Regions from separate parts of the Columba livia genome. Here region 2 is linked to region 1. Evidence: chromatin contacts called from public Hi-C data. All regions are on one chromosome and are shown on one strand. Each heading gives the region's core, a stretch centred on a gene start, on an enhancer-like site or on the middle of the called end of the contact. The rest is flanking DNA. Distances are from core to core; before and after follow the strand shown. Region 1 holds the start of MED21 (mediator complex subunit 21). Region 2 overlaps STK38L (serine/threonine kinase 38 like).

Region 1 (6,112 bases), core at 1,534-4,033:
AGAACACTCTTACCTGCAAAGCTGCTGTCGATTCTTCACTAGGCAGGGAATCTATTAGAACATCAATATCTTTCGCAGTTCGTGCAATCAATGCTGCAAACAGTTGGGCGTACTCTTTAAAAAAGAAAAGTCAGCCCACTCAGTAAATTATTAGAAATAAGCACAATTCTGCAACCACACCACAGAAAAAAATCTACAGACTTGAAGTATGCGGGTATTAAAAATTTTCCTACATGAAAAAATAACGGTATCACAATGGATGAGAACTCAACCATATTAGAAGATAAAGGTAGTTTGATTCCAAACAAGGTAAGTGGTTATACAAAGGGCTGGGCTTTGTACAAGTGAGAAAATAGCTAGAACTCCATCATGGTGAGCCAGTTAAGAAATTACTAATACCAGTTATTAAGTGTCCTAGTCACTACATTAAGTATTGAGAAGTACAAATTCATTTAACTTTTCAATCCTTGCCTTTAAATCTGCTACTACACACACACACACACAAAAACACTAGAAGCAATGTAAAGATAGTGATTCAAATGGATTATTTAATTAAAAAATAATTCCTATTCAGCTACTAAGAAATAGGAAAAGATTAGAAGTTTAAAACAGACATTAATTTAGCCACTATATCACTGAAAGAGCTGCATGGACTTTTAATAAAAGGCACCATAAGCTAGAAATAAAACCTTTCCACATGGAACTGAGTTTATTCAATTTGAATTCAGATCATTACTGTCATTAAAATATTGAAACAGCCCTTTTCCATTTATAATTTAAGACCTTACATATTTGTTTATGTTGGTTGGTTCACGAATGATTTGTGAATGCAAAAGAGAAAATACTTTCTAATAGCAAAAATCTGTAGGAAAGACTGGCATTCACCAAGGTATGCTTGACTTCAACTTCCAAAAAAAGAACCCACAAACAACAACACAAATGTATCCATTCTTCATGGAAAGGGTTGTCAGGCACTGGAACAGGCTGCCCAGGGAAGTGGTGGAGTCACCATTCCTGGAGGTGTTTAACAGACATATAGATGAGGTTCCTGGGGACACGGTTTAGAGCCAGTGTTATGTTATGGTTGGACTCGATGACCTTGAGGGTGTCTTCCAATCTAAGCAATTCTATTATTTAAAGTTTACTCAGGGTCACCACAGGGTTTATATCTATAGAAACATAACAGGTAGTTTTGTTTTGCCTCATCAGCATTGCTAACTTGGCTGTATGATTCTACACTATATTCAAAATTTTAAGAAAAGACAGATCAAAAGAGAAGTCCTAAGGCCTTAACAAAGCCTCTGGCTCCTGGCACCACACTGATCCAGCGCCTGGGACAGCAGCAGGGAAGCAAACAAGCCTTTCAGCTGCTCACCCAACTAATTCCAGTATCAGAGAGCACCAGCATCAGCTACAGAGCAAGGAAGAACTAGTATTCAACTGTCCTAGAAAGTGCCTCACTGCACCCCAAACCAGTCTCCCTTTTTATCTTAAGAGCAAAATCTAATCTGATACGAGATACATGTAACATTTTTCTCAGTCAAAAAACAAACAAAAAAACAAATTCAAGACTAGAATAACATGGTTATTTAAATACTAACTTGAAATTCTCAGATCAGAGACCTTTTAGTTCACTTGCCAATTTCAGTGTCTTAGATCACTTTATTATCTCTCAAAAACAGACAAAAAAGAACCCAAACAAAAAACAACAAAAAAGCCAACAACTAAGCCACAAATGCCAAGAGGGAGATTCAACATGACATTATTCCTTAATTGCATAAGCAAAAAAGTTTATGACATGGAGAATTTAAAACTCATAAGTGATTTCATAAAGCTAAGAGTACTTCTTTCTAAAAAAGACTTTAGGGAAGTAATGGACAACTCACTAACAATCTCTTGCAACAGCCCTATATAAATGGTTTATATCTGTGGAGCTACTGTATCTGTGCAAATAAACCAGCACAAGAAATATACTGTAATGCTAATTTAACACTTAAAATTGCATTTCTGCTATTACAATGTTATGCAGCAAGTGCAGCTGACATCAGTTTATTACTTAAATCATTCCTCCAGTTACTGGTGGAACTGTTTGCCAAGCACAAAACACAGTACAGATTTTATGTTATAGAGTGCACTGTATCAGAACACGTTCACGTTTTGTTAGGAGGTGCAGAAAGACAGACTTGCCTTCTGTTGGATTAGCAGGCTGATCCTTGTTTATCGCCGTCTGAATGTTGCTGAAGGAGGCTGGGGGCCCACACTGCTGCAACACCCCAATGGCGTTGCAGAACTGGTCTGCGAGCTGCAAACGGCAGAGAGACAATTCCTTCATTCCACCACTAGAACTATTTAAATTTTACTCTGCATCCCGGTGGACCCCAGGCAGCGGTCCAGCCCCCCCCGGCGGTAGGAGGGAGAGGCAGCCAGGGGCTGCAGGGGCACCGCGGGGGTGGGGAGAGGGATCGCACCCCTCACACACGCAACGGCCATAGCGGCGGGGAGGGACGTGACCCAGCGCCAGCCTTGCCAGCCCAGCCTTGCCAGCCCAGCCTTGCCAGCCCAGCCCAGCCCACCGGTGAGAACGATGGGTCTCAGGGGAGAGCAGAAAGCAGCGCTCGCCTCACCGAGTTCACCGCGTCCTGCAGCTGCGTCAACCGATCCGCCATAGCGCCGCCGCCACCGCCCACCTGACCAGGCGGCACCCAATAGGGCGCCTGGATGTCAGGTGGGCGGAGGAGCGACGGGGGCGTGACACGGCATGGGAGAGCCATGGGCGTGGTGTTGTCCCCCTTCCGGTGGGGCAGGGCGGGCGTGGGGCGCCCTCTGCAGGCCGGGAGGTGGTCTAGACCCACCTCCAATCAGTGGGTGGAGGCGGGGCAGTGACGGCGGGCTCCGTGCTGTTTCAGAGCCGCAGGAAGCCGCTTTCTGACACTCTGCGCTTTCTCGGCTGTGTTTGGCAGCTGCTGAGCTGCTCGGCTGGGGCCAGGCAGGCTGCGGCTTGCAGTCGCACGGCGCGGAGGCGGGCTTGGCCCACGGGCGCTTGCGGGAGGCGCCCCGAGGGGAGCGCCGCGGCGGGGGAGGGAAGGGCGCTGCAGCGGTGCCGTTCGTCTTGAGGAACTGGCACGTCGGGCCTATTGGTTTCTCTCAGAAACACCGTTCTGCGCGCACGATCGTAGCAGGGTAAAAACGCCTAATTCCTGTGTTACCGGCGCTGGAAGGCCGGTGTGCCCGGGAGCGCTCGGCCTTCGCTGTGCAGCAGCTGCTCTGCCGCCGGCTGAAGGCAGCACCACCGCATGGACCCTCCGCTCCAGCCCTGGGCTGAGTCTGCAGATGGGGAGCCGTGAAAGGCCGGGAATGCAGAATCCTCCACGATCCGGCTTAGAGCCAGCAAGACCCCTCTGTGCCCATGGGCTGGAGAATGAGGAATTCTGATTTGTGCCAGTCATTTAGTGTCTGGCACTTACCTGCCCCTCTGCTCTGGTGAGACCCCACCTGGAGTCCTACATCCATCTCTGGAGCCCTCAGCACAATAAAGACATGGACCTGTTGGAGAGGGGCCAGAGGAGGGACACAAAAAATAATTAGAGGGATGGAACAGCTCTGCTGTGAGGACAGGCTGAGAGAGTAGGGGTTGTTCAGCCTGGAAAAGGCTCCAGGGAAACCTTTCAGTGGCCTTTCCGTATTTAAAAGGGGCCTGTAAGAAAGATGGGGACAGACATTTTAGCAGGGCCTGCTGCGAAAGGACAAGGAGTGATGGCTATAAACTAAAAGAGTGGACATTCAGGCTAGATATGTGGAAGAAATATTTTACACTGAGGATGGTGAAACCCTGGCCCAGGTTGCCCAGAGAGGTGGTAGATGCCCCATCCCTGGAGACGTTCCAGGCCAGGCTGGATGGGGCTCTGAGCAACCTGATCTAGTTGAAGAAGTTGAAGGTTTGGAAGGGACAGCTGGGCTGGAGACCTCCAGGAGTTTCTTCTGGCCAACTTGGCAGTGACACTGTGGGTACAGCCACACAGCAGCAACATGCAGGTCAAGACAACCTTTTGCTACTTACAGCTCCCCTCTGCCTCGATACAAACTAATCCGACGAAAGCGTTTTGCTGATGGCACGGTTGGGGTTAGGAGTTTTTAGGATTTTACACATACATGTACGTTCATGTAAACTGGGATGTGTGTTTTCTTCATGGTCCTCTTAAAAAGCCAAGTCATGAAACTACTGCGCTGTAGACCAAAACCTACCACACGTTTTTTAACAGCTTTACAGCTATTATCGAAGGCAGCAGGTTCTTTTTCAGCTTTCCGAGAGTGGGATGGATGCCAGACTGAGCGTGGAATAAGTGAGACTGATGGCACGAGACAAGCCTCGCTCAGGCTCTGTTTGTGACTGAAGGCCACGGGTGAGCAGTCTGAAAGCCGAGCTGTGAATAAAGAGTGACTGAGGCCTCTCTCAGGGAGGCTGACAGTGACAGTGGCAAACACTAAACAGACTGCCGATATCTCATGGATTTTGACTTAGAGGAACCTTGTTGAGCAAAACAAAAATAACCTCAGCAAAGGGGGACTGAAAAAGGCTGCCTTCCTAAGTGTTGTAGGCAAAGTACAAAGAAAGTACACCATTTATAAGAAATACCTGTAAACATGGACCAGCACTCATCCCTGTGTTCTTCTTGACAGCTTCCTCATGCATTTTAACTGGAAACTGGATTGAAGCAAGCAGGGGAAAAAAAGAAACAAAACAGGGGTGATCCTAGGCTTTTTAGAGCTAGGTTATGACGCAAACGCATAAAACGAGGCCCAAATAACAGCGAAAACACACCCCGCTCCACAAAAAAAAGAGAGGCTTTTAATTTGCTTTCGCTTTTCTCCCATCATGTGCCCATGAATCACCTTCACAGCCAGAGGCGCCTCAAACACACACGCTTGCGAGCCTCCGAGGCCAACGAGCTGTTTGTAGGACAAAACCAAACGGCAGCTGCATTAAAATGTCAAAAAAAGATTTCAGAAATAAAGTTCAACCCTCCCCATCCTGACCGGGAGACCTCCCCAAGCCCCTCACCCGCCCCAGTAACCGCCACAGGGTCGACAGGCGCAGCTCGGGAGAATAAAAGCGGTGGGGGCCGGCGGTTGGGGCCGTTACCCCAGTCTCCTCACGCAGGTGGGTGTGGGGGCGCCGGGAGCGGCCTCCGCTCGGGCGGGTCCTGTGAGGCGGCGCGGCCACCGGCGGGAGGCGGGCGCTCCGGTGCTTCGCAGGACCCGCCCGGCCCAGGCCCCTCCTCAGCGCCCTGGCTCGCTCGCAGCCTCATCTCCCCTTCTTCTTCGCAGCGCCATGCGGCTCTTCCCCTACGCCGTGGTGCTCTTGGGGGTCCTGCGCCATGGCGGTGCCTCGGGTGAGTGTGGCGCGGGGAATGGGGGGGAAACGGACTGTAGGCCGTGGCCGCCATTAAGCGGCTGGAGGGCCGGTGGAGCCTGGCTTGTACCGGGGAAGGGGTGTTTTTGGCCGGGTTGACGTCTAGGAGGATGGAGGGGCAGAGGCTTGCTGCGAGGAGGGGCCTGCAGAGCCTTTTTGGGGGTGTCGGGAGAGAGGCGGCGGTGGGGAGACCCGCTGCTGTCTGGCGGGTTCAGCAAGAGCGAAGATCAAAGTGAAGATGCAGCTGTCTGTGGAGCTGGAGAAGAGTTATACGCTCGTGGTTATCTTAATCTTTGATGTGGGCAGGGAGAACCCATTCCTCCCCCTCCCTTGCTTCTTTTTTTTTTTTTTTTTTCGTTTTTTTTGCGGCTTAATTGCGATGAACGCCATCATTTTAACTCTTACATAGATCTGCCAGACTGACTTTAACTGTGCTGTTGCAGGGATACAGCTCAGGCTGATGAGTCTGGTGTAGAGTTGTATTCCTTCTGAGGAAACAAGGTGGCATTCACTACCCATGAGTTTATATGAAAAAGGGAGCAAGGTTAATAAAACTTTTTTTTTTTACCGCATGCAGGTGGTCGTGGGCTCCCAGCACCCTGTGAATTGCGCATTGACAGTCCCTGTAAAATTAAAGAAATGAGCAAAACCCCCTAGAATTTGGAGCTTGGTTCCTAAAATTACTTGTTGGCCATGCTGATG
Region 2 (6,112 bases), core at 1,768-4,267, 100 kb before region 1:
TCTTTGAATTTTAAAGTCGCTCAACAAAATTGCATGTGGACAGTTGGGGGGATTTCTAGAAATCATCGCATGAAAATGAAATAATGGATTTGCTGTATTTAAAAAGGAAAACTTCTGTTGCTGTGGGGTTTTTTGTTTGTTTTTTTTGAGGCAACCAGTCTTTCAGTTTGTTTCCTTTCTGACCACCTCTGTGCCATATCGCCTACAAAACGAGCCTTTTCTGGAGTGGCTGCTCATTCCAGGGCTCCCAGCGTTTGATTCTCAAATTCAAGGGGGAATCATCTCATGCAGTTGTAAATGTGTTACCCGTGTAGATATAAAGTACTTATAGGGCAGGGCATACGGTCACTGAGCACCCAAAAACTGAGAAGAGGAAAGAAGAAAGGGTGCTCTCTTCCATAGCTCTCATCTTGAACCCAAAGAACTTGAATGTGCTAGAACAACACTTTAAAGACTGGGGAAAAACAACATCTTAGGGCAGTCCTGAGTCTCCTGCAGCTGGTCTGGGGAAGCCAGAGGAGGTGAAAAAATAAAGCACAGTTTGTCCTGGGACTCATGCCCTACCTGGAAGTGGGTTGAGGCACTTTAGAGAGCGAGGGGAGCCAGAAATAGCATCTCTGCCCCACGCTCATTTGTTCAGGTTGTTTTGGGGTTGGTTTTGGAAAATCATGCAGAAGTACATACACTTCCTTTTGATTATTTACGTAACCCTTCTATTTCACAAGGGGATTTTGAGGAAGACAAATCCCAAATTAGGTTTATGATCTTGAAGCAGATCCTAACACCTTTTAAGGTGAACCAATTAAAAGTTTCATACAGAAGAAAACTCACAAGTCCACATCAGACAGGAAGATTGCTTAATTCTGCTCGGGGTTTTTTTTTTGTTTTGCATTTGCCTGCTCTCCTCTGTGAAGACAGCATTTCATCTTGTGGATTTTTAATTGGATTTGGTGCGACAATAAGATATTTGTTGCCAGAAACGCAGCTGCTGTGTCACAAATAGAGGCGTTTTATAGCATTATGTAGATATTATTTTAGCTGTGTATTTTGGAGTGTGCAAGACGCCAGAATTCTGAGAATAAAAATATATCTCTATACATATACAGTGAGCTTTTAATAGCACTACCACTGCTTTACAATGTTGTCAATATTCTTATTTTTTAAACACTCTTTTATCCCCTTCAATTTTCTGCTAAAGAAAGGTGAGAGCTGTCAACTGTTAGTAATCTTTACTAAAAATTAAGGGGTTTATTCTTCACACAAGCATGTACCCCACACTAGATACTTCTTGAAAAGCTGGAGAACTTGGCTGTGCTCTCCGTATTGAGTCTGTTATAGAACATTACACTTTCTTTCTCCCTTGATAGGTTGAAAAAAAGTATAAAACATGTATCTGAGAGCAAAACCTACAGCACATGGACACACTCAAATCAAACAGAACAACTGCAGATCACATGCTTGCATCTGTGATTAAATTATTTCAATAAATGACCTAATAGAGTAAAAACCCGCCATCTGATCATTTTGGAGTGTCAGGATAGTGCAGCATTAACCCAGGCTTGAAATGGATTAACCTTTACTTAAGGTATAATGAGTGCACTCTAGCATCGGCAAGCAACAGGATATTTATCCTTTGCACGTCTTGTATTCCCGGTCGGATAAAATAACACTGTAGTTTTGTTTCCTGTTAATTTGTTTTCCCCATACTCCTATACTCACAAACACAGACGTTACCTAACAGCAAATCTAAGTCACTTCATTTTATTAAGCCTGTAAAAAAGAGATAACAATTCTGGCACTAGCACACCATGCTATAAATAGTGGGGGCTGACCCTCACTGTGGTTCTACAGTAGGAAAATATAGATGAGAACCCAACCCATAAGCTAGCGAGCTCAGAGAAAGTTATTTAACGGAGAAGAAATTTGTATCAACTTCACCATCATACCGTGGTGTGAGCCCACCAAAGCAGGAGGGGTACATCACCAGAAGCATTTGCTTTCAGCATCCCATGTACCCCATGCACAGCTCACCAGCCCTGCCTCCGGGCCACACTGTCCTACATACAGCACGGCATTTCCTTGAGACAGGTTACATTCTCTCTGTTTGCAAACCCCAGCTAGTTCTGTCATTGTGGTGAAAGAAAACCAAAAGTCAACTCTGTAAAGCCAAGAAGTGTCCTGAACTCTCCATCCTCCCCAAAGTAAATAGAAAAGAGCACAGACCTGGCAGGAGACACAAGGCACCCCACAAAATCTTATGTCAACTCACAGCCGAGAAAACCTCTTCATTGTTTTTCCCCCTGCCTCTCTGCTTCTACTACCAAACCCCCAAACAAAGCACAAAACCACACATCCCAGACAAAACATTAATTTGGGAGCAACCAAATAAAATCCCGAAATATGACCTTTATGAACAAATTATGCCGGAGAGGGTGGGGATGAGAAGGAAGAAGCTTCAAAATGGGGCCTTTTATTGACAGCACACTACTTCTACTGACCTCAGCACTTTAACGGGAATGGTTTGAAAAGGTGCCACCCATAGTTCTTGGAAATTCCCTCAAAAAACTACTAATTCACCCAAACTCATGCCATTTGCATAATGGAACCATTCTATTCCTGCTGCATCACCAGCCTTGCTTCAGGCTCTTTCATCCACGATGACAGTCATACTAAGCAGACAGATGCATTTGGCCAAAACTCCTTTGGCTGATGAGGACTGAAGACCTTTCTTTCCAAAGAGCCTGTTACTTTGGAAAACATGATTCACCACCGGCTGTGAATGAGAGAGACATCAAACCAACAGGAGACATGGAGCAGCGTGCAGCCCACAGGACAACCTCTCGGAGCTGCCAGGAGCAGAGATGCCATATGTGCTGCTTGGCCCAGAAATCGAGCCTGTGCCTCCTGGTTGGATGGTTGAATGCACAGCACGAGCATTTCTCCTGATGCCAGCTCTGTGCAGCAGCAAGCACCCATGGCGTGGGCAGAGGAGACAGAGGGGTGTGGAGTGACCAAGGGACATCTTGCCCCAAGAGGCAGGTGGGACAGTAGCACAGCAGGGAGGAGATGAAAGGTGTTCCCGAAGGACAAGGGAGAGCAGGGTACAGCAGCCCCAGTGCTTACAAGCAGGAGTTTTCAGGAGTAAGTCTGCCCTGACCAACCATCTCCCTTCTGATAGGAAAATGCTGCCTGGTCCAAGCATATGTTTTATCTTTTTATTCCCAGATCTTTCCTGATTGGGAAGCAGACAAAGGCCAAGCAGTGTTTACTACAACTTCACTCTGTGCTCCCATCTATCAGAACAGCTCTAAGTCAAACCCTTGGTCAATTTTCCTGAAAGCATTTCCACTGTTGAAAACTTCACATCCAGCTTCTGCTACACAACTGGTAACTCAAAACTCCTGCCTGTCCTCTCCAGATGCTTCTTGGCAGCTCCCACAGTCCATTATTAATGTTTTCATATTAGACTATTGTATTCAGGCTGTGGTAATCAGAGCAAAATCACTAAGGCATCCAATCCTACCTGCTACAACTCAGAAGAGGAGAAGCTGAAGAAATCAAGGCACCTAGAGAACTGTTAAGCCTCTGAAAAAAATGCTTGGCAGCTTGCAGGATCATTTTCTAATCAGGAAAGGATGAGAACACAAAATCCAAGCCTCTCGCACATCTCCGCAGCTCCATTTCAGGACATCCAGAGTGTGCGAAGATGAGAGCAAGCACAGAGCTGTCATTTTGCAGGAAGGAAGGATGGAGGTTTGACACCCTCAGTAATTTACAGCCTATTTCTACATATCCAAGTAGCTCTGGACTTTAAAGAAAAAAGGATAATGAGGGATGAAACAGCATCCCAACACAGATGTGCTACAAGATCTCTAGAAAGTTGCTTAATTATCCAACGGCATACTTCCCAGACCGTAAAACTGAGCAACAGGACAGGGATGTGGAGTAGAGCATAATCATAACCCTTCACATCACCAAAGATTTGAACTGTAGTGATGGTGAAGATTCAAATACTACTATAAGAAAAACAAAACGCACCAAAACCCAACACCCCTCCCAAAGCAGTTAAGTTCATAATTTCAGGTCCTTCTAGCATCTTCTTCCAACCTTCCACATTTACTTTTTAAATGATTTCTCACTTCGGAGAGTATAATAAATATGTGAGAGTATGCTACAAGAAGTGAAAACTGAAACCAACCTTTCCTGCTATTATTAGAGGGTTTCACTTTTCTTGGGATGCTACAGTAACCCATGCGATAAATTCTTGTGTTCTCTTACACAGATTGCCAGAAAAAGAGCAAGTCTGTACCAGTTAGACAGTGGTGGGGATCATAACTGGGATTCACTTCCATAAGAACAGATCTGAAGATGCCAGTCTCTTTACAGACAAGTCTCCTGCACAACTGTGTTATATCATATAGCTTGTTCTTCCTGTCAAATAAGGCTGGACCTACACTATCAAATTAATCTGGACCTAAGCCACACAATGGAAATATTCTTATTTTTGAAAACATGCATATAGTATAATTATACAGCAGCCCTAGAATAAATTTACTCTGGACTCATTACTCAGTGCGTATTTAAGATACAGAACAAACACCACATACAGTTCTATTGGAGAGAAAAGCACATTTGTTTGGGGTTTTTTTCCATGTGACAGAACAATGCTACTTATGTCATGCTGCTGGTTCTCTGATTTGGATTTAAAATGTAAAGCTACATACATGGCCAGCAGGACAGGGAACACCAATCCTTCCTCCTAAAACAGCTATGTCACAGAAAAGGCTGATAACAATTTTCATATATACACCAAATCATGCCCCTAAAGCCCAGCGAGTAGGAAGTCAGTTGACTATTGCAGTAAAAAGGGTAAAACTGCAAAGGTTATAAAGTTTATGTTTACATTCCAAGAGAATTTGGCTCTTGAGTGAAAGCCTCCAGGTAAAGCAGATACTGAAACATATTTCTGCCTTTCAAAGTTGCCCTTTTCTCAGCATGATGCTTTTTGTCATTCAACTCACTCCTGAAATGAAGCATATAAATGGCTCTTATTTCAAGAATTAGATAGTAAAAGAGAAAGGAGAGAAAAAACTTCCAGTGCCAGACCTGTTCCAAAGGACACACGAACGGCTCAATAAAGCAAGTACCTTCAGAAACATCAGCTGTCACCACTGTGAGCAGTGCTGGAGCTCTTCTGGGTGAGAAGGCAGAGCGGACTTAGTAACACTGCTTGGCTCCTTAGAAAAAACACAAAGCAACTAGCAAAACTGGGCACTAAAACCGGCTAGTTACAAGGATTATATTTAAAAACTGGAGTGCTATCTAGGAAAGCAGCATGGATACAGCAAGGCTTCAAGTACAAGCACCAGCCCTGCTGTCTCCAAATTGTCTGGATTCTCTTAAAGAGAAGCAGGAGATACATATATCTAAATATATATATATATATATATATATAAAAGTCCATACACAAATAACAGCATGATTCACACCAAAAGGCAGTGGGCAGGGACAGATAAATAAAATAAGCAACCGAAGGCTTGGCAGGATGAGGTGGTGTGACACACTGGCCAGAGCGAGGGGAGGAGCAGCAGCTGGAGCAGCAGCCGCCCAGGCACCCTGGGCAACTTCTGAAACATGCAGCTGTGTGTGGTATGAGCTGACACGCAAACAGAAAGCAAATATAAAAATGTTGTACGACAGCTGGTAACTCCAACGATGAAGCAGAAGGAGAAAGTGGTCATACTGTGGTATCAGCCTGGAGGGAAAATGAGTTTCTGCACTATAGTTTCTGTGCTAGGACAAATTTGGCAACTGCACCGTATATATTTTCACCATCCAATTGTTTATACCCAATCTCCTCCTGGAGAGGTTTCCTGCATTCTTTTTCTAGAACCCCACTGTAAATCCACTTCCAAAACTTTTGAGGAACCTCCAGAAACAAACAAAACACTACAGGATCCTGAAGTGTCCAAGCAGCAAGCAAACAAGAAAACCCTACTACTCCAATCTACATCAATCACGGACCAATATTTTTCAACTCTGAGTGTGATCCTAATAGTTGTGTTATTACTAAATACATACTTCCATGTTCAGAAAGGAGCCTTGTCCAAAG

The links. A called contact is a pair of places that touch in the nucleus more often than the background predicts.
Region 2: a Hi-C map of liver shows a contact between it and region 1, with 2.5 times the contacts expected there. The contact joins the enhancer-like site here to the promoter of MED21 in region 1. A contact is called at or near these places in 2 of 2 Hi-C or Micro-C datasets (crop and liver).

What each region holds. Positions count from the first base shown.
Region 1 is chr1:136,609,135-136,615,246 of bColLiv1.pat.W.v2, reverse strand. MED21 (mediator complex subunit 21) reads right to left here and starts at 2,783. Exons shown (of 4, transcript XM_065032633.1): 1 at 2,625-2,783; 2 at 2,188-2,302; 3 at 14-114. The coding sequence starts at 2,771. It overlaps TM7SF3 (transmembrane 7 superfamily member 3), which reads left to right and starts at 4,489. Exons shown (of 12, transcript XM_005507076.3): 1 at 4,489-5,390. The coding sequence starts at 5,330.
Region 2 is chr1:136,709,221-136,715,332 of bColLiv1.pat.W.v2, reverse strand. All of the region lies in intron 1 of STK38L (serine/threonine kinase 38 like), which reads right to left. Among named protein-coding and RNA genes, the nearest start is that of STK38L, 26 kb to the right of the region's middle. Within about 2 kb of position 3,017, at least 1 of the 3 cell types and tissues checked has an H3K27ac peak away from gene starts, as active enhancers do.